Linked DNA regions of Rattus norvegicus: region 1 is linked to region 2. A link is a contact called in public Hi-C data. All regions are on one chromosome and are shown on one strand. Each heading gives the region's core, a stretch centred on a gene start, on an enhancer-like site or on the middle of the called end of the contact. The rest is flanking DNA. Distances are from core to core; before and after follow the strand shown.

What was found. A called contact is a pair of places that touch in the nucleus more often than the background predicts.
Region 1: a Hi-C map of frontal cortex shows a contact between it and region 2, with 1.6 times the contacts expected there. The contact joins the enhancer-like site here to the promoter of Tmem178b in region 2. A contact is called at or near these places in 3 of 12 Hi-C or Micro-C datasets (the A7r5 cell line, frontal cortex and prefrontal cortex) and 1 of 1 datasets of contacts at active chromatin or transcription factors (oligodendrocytes).

The regions. Positions count from the first base shown.
Region 1 is chr4:69,973,635-69,977,239 of GRCr8, reverse strand. All of the region lies in intron 3 of Tmem178b (transmembrane protein 178B), which reads right to left. Among named protein-coding and RNA genes, the nearest start is that of Agk, 110 kb to the left of the region's middle. Within about 2 kb of position 1,494, at least 12 of the 93 cell types and tissues checked have an H3K27ac peak or open chromatin away from gene starts, as enhancers often do. A contact at or near this core is called in prefrontal cortex, where this site is marked.
Region 2 is chr4:69,624,391-69,627,678 of GRCr8, reverse strand. It overlaps Tmem178b (transmembrane protein 178B), which reads right to left and starts at 1,491. Exons shown (of 4, transcript NM_001195277.2): 1 at 1,070-1,491. The coding sequence starts at 1,451.

The DNA.
Region 1 (3,605 bases), core at 245-2,744, 350 kb before region 2:
GAAAAGTTAAAATGAATTTAGGGATTTACATACTATTAAATAGATGTCTCAAGTCCCCTTGCTTGATGTCCCTGCTACTCCCAACCACTTATCTACAGTGAAAGGTTTCAGATATCCTAATATCTGTATTCCCTACAAAATTATCTTAGTTCTTCTGTACCTTGTTTCAACCACTAAACAGGTTTTTATCAGCATTCAATGCTCTACCTAAATCTGTGTGTGTCTCTGTCTCTCTGTCTCTCTGTCTCTCTGTCTCTCTGTCTCTCTGTCTCTGTCTCTGTGTGTGTGTATGTGTAAATGCACATACATGTGCACATGCATGTGGAGGCCATAAGTTGATGTAGGGTATCTTCCTCAACCACATTCCATCTCTGTTTTTGACCCAGAGTCTCGCCAAACCTATAGCTTACAGAATAGCTAGACTGGCTGGCCCATAGCTCCCTGTCTCTGCTTTCTAAGGATGACAGTCATAGACGTATGCTGCCACACCGGGAATTCATCTGGTTGGTGGAGATCCAAACTCAGGTCCTCATGATTGGTGGGCAAGAGGCATTTTATAGACTGAGATCTTCAAGACCCATGAAATCTTTACTAGAAAATAGCTTTTTACACTGTAAGTGCCAAATTTAACATGCTTCCCCTGATGAGTATTTGTGCTGCTTCAAGGTTTCCAAGATTACCAAGAGTGTTGGAGTAAACATGCAAGGTGAGGTGTGTAGAAATGCTGGCACAGAGAATGTGACCGTGGATTCTTTTGGAATATTGAGGGAGCCTTAATTGTTACCTATACTTATTTATTAAATGATGACAACTGCTTAATTTCCTAATTTTTTTTTTTTGGTTCTTTTTTTTCGGAGCTGGGGACCGAACCCAGGGCCTTGCGCTTCCTAGGCAAGCGCTCTACCACTGAGCTAAATCCCCAACCCCAATTTCCTAATTTTTAATAGCACATTCTCCTTTACTTTTTCTTTTGGCTCTTTCTCACACCATTCTGTGTGCAGTCAGTGATAAATTCAACCTCAGTTACTGTGAGTTCTGTATTTCTTGGGGTTATACACAAATGTGTACCCATATGTATATGCACAAGTATATATGCAATGAATATATTAATAGCACATACTATATTGATCATTAATATGTTAATACATACAGTGAATTAATTTTCTATTCATGAAGTAATTCTATGTGGAATTAAACTATTTAATCTGAAGGTCTCAAGCATTTGACAAATATTTGATTTGGGCAGTCAGCCTCACACTATTTGACTGAAGAAAGCACTGAAGAAAATCCATTCTATTTTCTTCTACCACACTCATTTGAGAACACAAGCACTACGAATGAAGCAAACGCTGGCCCGGTCTGCTTGCCCACCTGATCTTGGACGTATCATACATTGTGAAGGAAGCTCTGGTATGAGCATTCACAGAGTGGGAAGAGTAGTTCTGGAAAGGAAGCGAGTTAAGAGTGTAGCGACACATAATTTTCCACATGAATCTTTGCAGCGTCTTATCCATCTGGGCCTTGTTTTAGAGCTGAGAATTCGTGGGATCCAACTGGCTTCTCAAGTGAGCGGAGTGGCAGCTACAGCTGTGCAGAAAGGAACATTCTCAAACTGTGATTAGGGAGCTTCCACAAGGAGAGCCACTTAGAGCATGCCGTCTTCCTGCCTGCTTCTCCTCTCTCTTCACTCTGATATCAGTGGTCCATCCAGCTAACCAGGAGTCTTGGGACAGAGGGCAATCCCTACCTGAGTTTCTTAAGGGGAACAATCCTTGAAATGACAGCTCCCTGAAGATCTTTCATGTCACTGCGACCTCCTACTTGTTCTGGTCCTTCATCTTAAGTATCATCAAGACTTTTGCAGAGAAAGTCACATGGTACCCCAGTTATCATGAAGTATATGAAGCTGTATCACTCTATGTAAAGTCATGTTTGGCAGTCACATGGCTCTCCTGGTCCAGGAGTATGCTGGGTCAACCTGTGCCAGCTTCCTGATAGGACTCCAACAGGAACAAGGGTGTGGTTTAGTGGAGTGAGTTCTCCACTAAGAATCAGAAAACCTGGGTGCTGGCTCCAACCCTTCCCATAAAATGAGACAGTCACGTCACCTCTCTGGGTTATATTACCCTCAACCACAGGGGTAGGGCCAAGTCTTAAGGGCATTTCTACCTCTGTGTCCCTATAACTCTAGGCACGGGGCTAAGGAGGGGCTATTCTTTGACTTGCTCTAGGTCTGGCTATCACTAATTCTGTCCAGCATGAATTGCCTGGAGAGATAACCCTCTTTTCACCCCCTGGAATGCCCAGAAGGGATGGTGGACAAGATCAGTAGATGTCATTATTTGATATCCATGTGCACATGAGGCTCAGCTCCAAATTGCCTTGATTTGAAACGTGGAAGGAGAGAGCCCAGCTGCTTAAGTGTCTGGAAGAAATTGGTTCCTGAAAGAAAACTCTTTGGCTTTTGTCCTATCTGATCCAAGCCAATGCCACGTTAATTAGTACAGGAAGAGGCCGGGTGGTGGCCAGAAGATCAGCCAAGCCTGCCACCTGGTTTGCTTTATGTTTCCATCTGCCTAGCACACACAAGTTGGCCTTGGCCTTTCTCTGGGAGGAAATCTATATCCAAGTGATGTTTTCTTTACATCTCCACTGTTATTTACTGAATATAAATATAGCTGCTTATGGATATATGTAAATTTATATAATACATACATGTACACACACACATATATATATTTGATTGGCACTATTTTGTATAAATATTTAAAAAAATATTAGCCTCTAAAATTCTCCAAGAAACTGTAAGATTTATCGGAGGACACTGAGGCACAAAGAGGTTCCATAAATTGTCCAAGATTACATCACTAAAGGTAGGAGGATAAGGATTCAAACCAGTGCTTAAGCCATATGCTATATTGTCTCTCACCACAGCTACTTTGTGTTCATGCGTTCTGCCTGTTCAGACGGAGCAGAGAAACTCTTTTCCCTTAAGAGTCCACATCCCCAGTGATATTTGAACCAAATTTGTCAACTAGCTGCTGAGAGCAGAACAAGACCCGTCTTTATCACATGTGACCCAAAGAGATCTAGGATGCCTTTTAGACATGGAGTCTAATTAATAACACTTCTTTACTGGCTTCTTCACAGATCTAAGGAACCCATCATGACGTCTCTCACTACCCGAGTCTGGTGGAATGATGACTCCCAGTGGGAGGGAGGAAGATGCTCAGAAGAGAAAGGTCCAGAGGCTAAGGGCAACTTTCATTGTAGCTTCTCAGCAGGCCAGAAACTAAATCCAGTAGCAATGGATGAGAACCCCCAGAAGCCTAGAGTGCCTCAGCACCCAGAGGGGACTCCTCCCTCAATCATGCTAGCTAGAAATAGGCCTCTACCTGGTCTCTTTATTCTACTTGCCTCTCAAGTCTCTGAGGGATGATATTTATTCACGCCTCTTCATTATCTATCCCTGTTCTACCTTCAAACTGTAATGAGTGGAGACGACACAGAAGAGAGGTGGGCTGCCAGCTCAGAGTCCCATACTAGCTCTATTATGGAGAAAGCTGTAGAACTGTGGGCAACTGCAGCTAAACTCTGGCTTCCAT
Region 2 (3,288 bases), core at 242-2,741:
AATATTAGCACAGTTGTCAGCTACTCACTAGTTGAAGGGAGTGTGACACATGAGAAGAGAAGCAAGGTCTAAAGCCTACACATCTTCCCAGAGTGCAGCCATCATAGAAGGGAATGCAGCTCCTCAGAGGGCGTTAAAGCATATCACATCAAACAGTATTTCAGTAGGCTGATGAGACAGACCGGTTGGTTTCTAGCATATAAATCATACAGGACTGAAAAATTACATCACAGAAGCAGACTTTTCAGTGCATCTGATCACATTCAAATATCAAGTGTTATTAGCAACTATCTGCTGGTTTTCTGTTTTATATGCCTTGAGTGTTTTATATAGATCTGAAAATGGTATTTTTTTCTCCCTTCTGACATACCCACTTTTGTGTTACTTTTTTTGTGCTTTTTAGACTGCTGGGTATTCACTGCCCACCGTCACTCTGATAACCACTGCTCCAGAAGAAGAAATAAAAGACTGTATTGAAATGCTACTGGATACCTGCTTTGGGCTCCTAAAAGGCAGGGGCTGTAATGTAAGGTGTTTATATGACCAGTCGCTACACCATGACTTCTACAGTGCCTTACTAACTGTTTCTGGCATGCATAGTGTCTCCTGCAAGAGACATCCCCCACCCCCAGTTTCCTTGATCAAATCAGTTCAACATCTAAAAACAGATATTAAAAATTCGGAGCCAGTTATCCCTGACACATCACCCTTAAAGGGTTTCCTCTAGAAACACAACATTGGAGATTCCCTTCCTTTCCAGAGGCTGATGAAGCATTATCCCAGCTTTAAAAAGCAAAACCTGGTGCCCCTGGAGAGTGCATGTGAATCTGGACCCATAGGAACAAGACAGCAGGTGAGCCAAAAGAGTGAAGCCTTTACCACAATCTATTACAGATACGGAGAGGCAAGTTGTGCCCACGCCAAGGCTCAGCCAGGCCTGGCTAACTGGACCACTCAGAAACCAGGAGATGCCATAGCCTGTGGCCACCAGGAGAGGCAAGGGGCTGCAGGGCCTACCTAGAGGCGCCTGGCTCTCTGCAGCGCCACGCCTCGAGCCTCTCGAGCTTACCTTTCCGTATGAGGGCGGCGATCTCCGGGTCGAAGCCCTGCCGGTGGCACTTCCTCCAGAGGCCCATGTTGGTGGAGTTGTATTGCCGGCTGCACTCATCCGCGGGGCTCATGGCGAACAGCTGCCGGCGATTCCGGGCCCGGAGGAGTTTGCCCTCCCAGCGGTCCAGGCGCGAACGGCTCGCGCGCAGAGGCAAGTTGTTGTTGTTGTTGTAAATGAAACCGGGGTCGACCCGGCGGGTGTTGAAGGCCTTGCACCTGTCCCTGTGCTTCCTGGCGTCCGTCTCGTACCAGTGGTCGGAGCAGATGGCCACAGCCAGCATGCCGAGGGCGCAGAGCGCTAGCGAAAGCCCGGTATAGAGCAGTAACCTTCCGGCAGCCATGCCTCCGCTTGGCGGCTACACCATGGGCATGATCCGCCGCAGCCTCGCCTTCCCTCCGCGCGCCCGGAACAAAGCGGCGGGCGGCCGAGCTGGGGGTGGGGACGGGAGGGGATCTGCGCCGCGGCGCCCCCCTCAGCCCCCACCTGCGGGTACGCGGCCGGGGGACTGCGGGAGTAGAAGCGAGCAGCCTAAAAAGTTCTGATCCGGAGAAGCTCCCGCAGGGTCCTGAGCATCCTCCGGGCAGGTGCAGCCTCCTCTTGTGGTGGCGAACTCAACACGGTCACTTCCCACCGTTCAGGGGGCAACAGTCCTAACCCTCCGTCCGCCTCGGCACGCCGCCCCGCAATCGCGAACTAAATACCAAGTGCCCTCGACCACAGCGGGGCTTGCTGGGGTTTCTCTGTGCAGCGTGCGGATCGGAGTGACTGTCCTGGCTTCCTGGGGATGATAGGGAGGAGGATCTGAGGACGCGACACTTCGACGAAGGACGGATCGCGCTCGCCGCCGGTTGCCCGGAGTGCAGCCTGGATCTCTGTCTCTGGGACTCTCCTCCCCTTTTCGGTCTGCAGCCGAAGGCCGGGAATGCGTGCCCAGAACTGTTCTTTTCCGCGTCGGGTCTTTTCAAAGCCTGGGTCCTCTGATCACCAGTAGGTCCTTGACTCCTGCCGACCCACCGGTGCTCTCAGAAGCGAGCTCCCCGCAGATGCACGGTTTCTACCAGCCTTTGCCCGCGAGCTCCCGGATGGCCTGCCTCTAGCCTCGCCATTCAGACAGCCCGGCTTTTGGACAGCGAGGACACCCGGGCGGCGTTACGCGACTCTTCAGGACCCGGGGTTTGCAAAGACTGGGCGGCAGCTGACCGGCGTTAAGGGCGGACTGCACAGAGGAGGGCGCACCCGGAGCGCTCCGAGCTCCTTCAATACCATGGACAGGTCGCTCAGGGGTAGCGAGCTGCCAGCCCAGCCGCCAGCCTCCCGGGTGTCATGGGCTCTCCCCAGCGCCTTCTTCTTCCTAGAGTATGTGCACCCGGCCCTCTCCAATATCCCTTCTGCTCCACTTCACCTGGCCTTCCGCAGCCCCGCGTGCGGAGATGCCCAGGTGCCGAGCAAATGCCGCGGGCTCGAAGAAAACCCGGAGCCCGGCTGCTCGAAGCAACCCGCCCCCTTCGCCACCTGAGCCCAAGCACTCCAGCACCGCTTGCTCTAACCAGCTGGGGTCAGCCGCTCTCAGATTGCACCATTTTCTTCTCAGCCCACCCAGGTGCCGAAACTCGGGATCCCTCGGCCTCGTGTGGAGGATCCCGTCCTGGCCTCAGCGTCCCACGATCCGGCTCCCCGCACTGGGGTGAATGGGGCGGGGAGTGGAGGGGTGGGGGGAGCCTGGGTGCCTCGTCTTCACCTCCCTACCTCAACAAGCTGCAGAGGCTTCCCGGCCTCTCAGGCTCAGCCGACGCCCGCGAGGAGCAAGAGCCCAGGCTGCGCCCCAGGGGCCCCAGAAATCGCATTGCCCGGGTGTAGGCGCCCGAGAAAGCCGCTGTCACTCGCTCGGCCTCCAGGCGCTGCAGCCTTGGCTAAAACCCACAGCCGAGAACACGGAGCGCGCAGCCAAAAGCTAGTGATGTCATCCGTGCAACGTGAGCCTCATCTCTTATTTTTCTAGCCTTCTTAAAGTTAAACCACACCATTTCCCAGGCACGAAATGTCTGAGCCTTGTTCTTTGGCCAGGCAAGTCAATGGTGTCTAAGTAGGTATGGGCTCCATCGCATCCATATTTATGCACATATACATATATGTAGCATGTTTACGTGTGTTATTATAAATGTGGGGTTGGTGCCTAC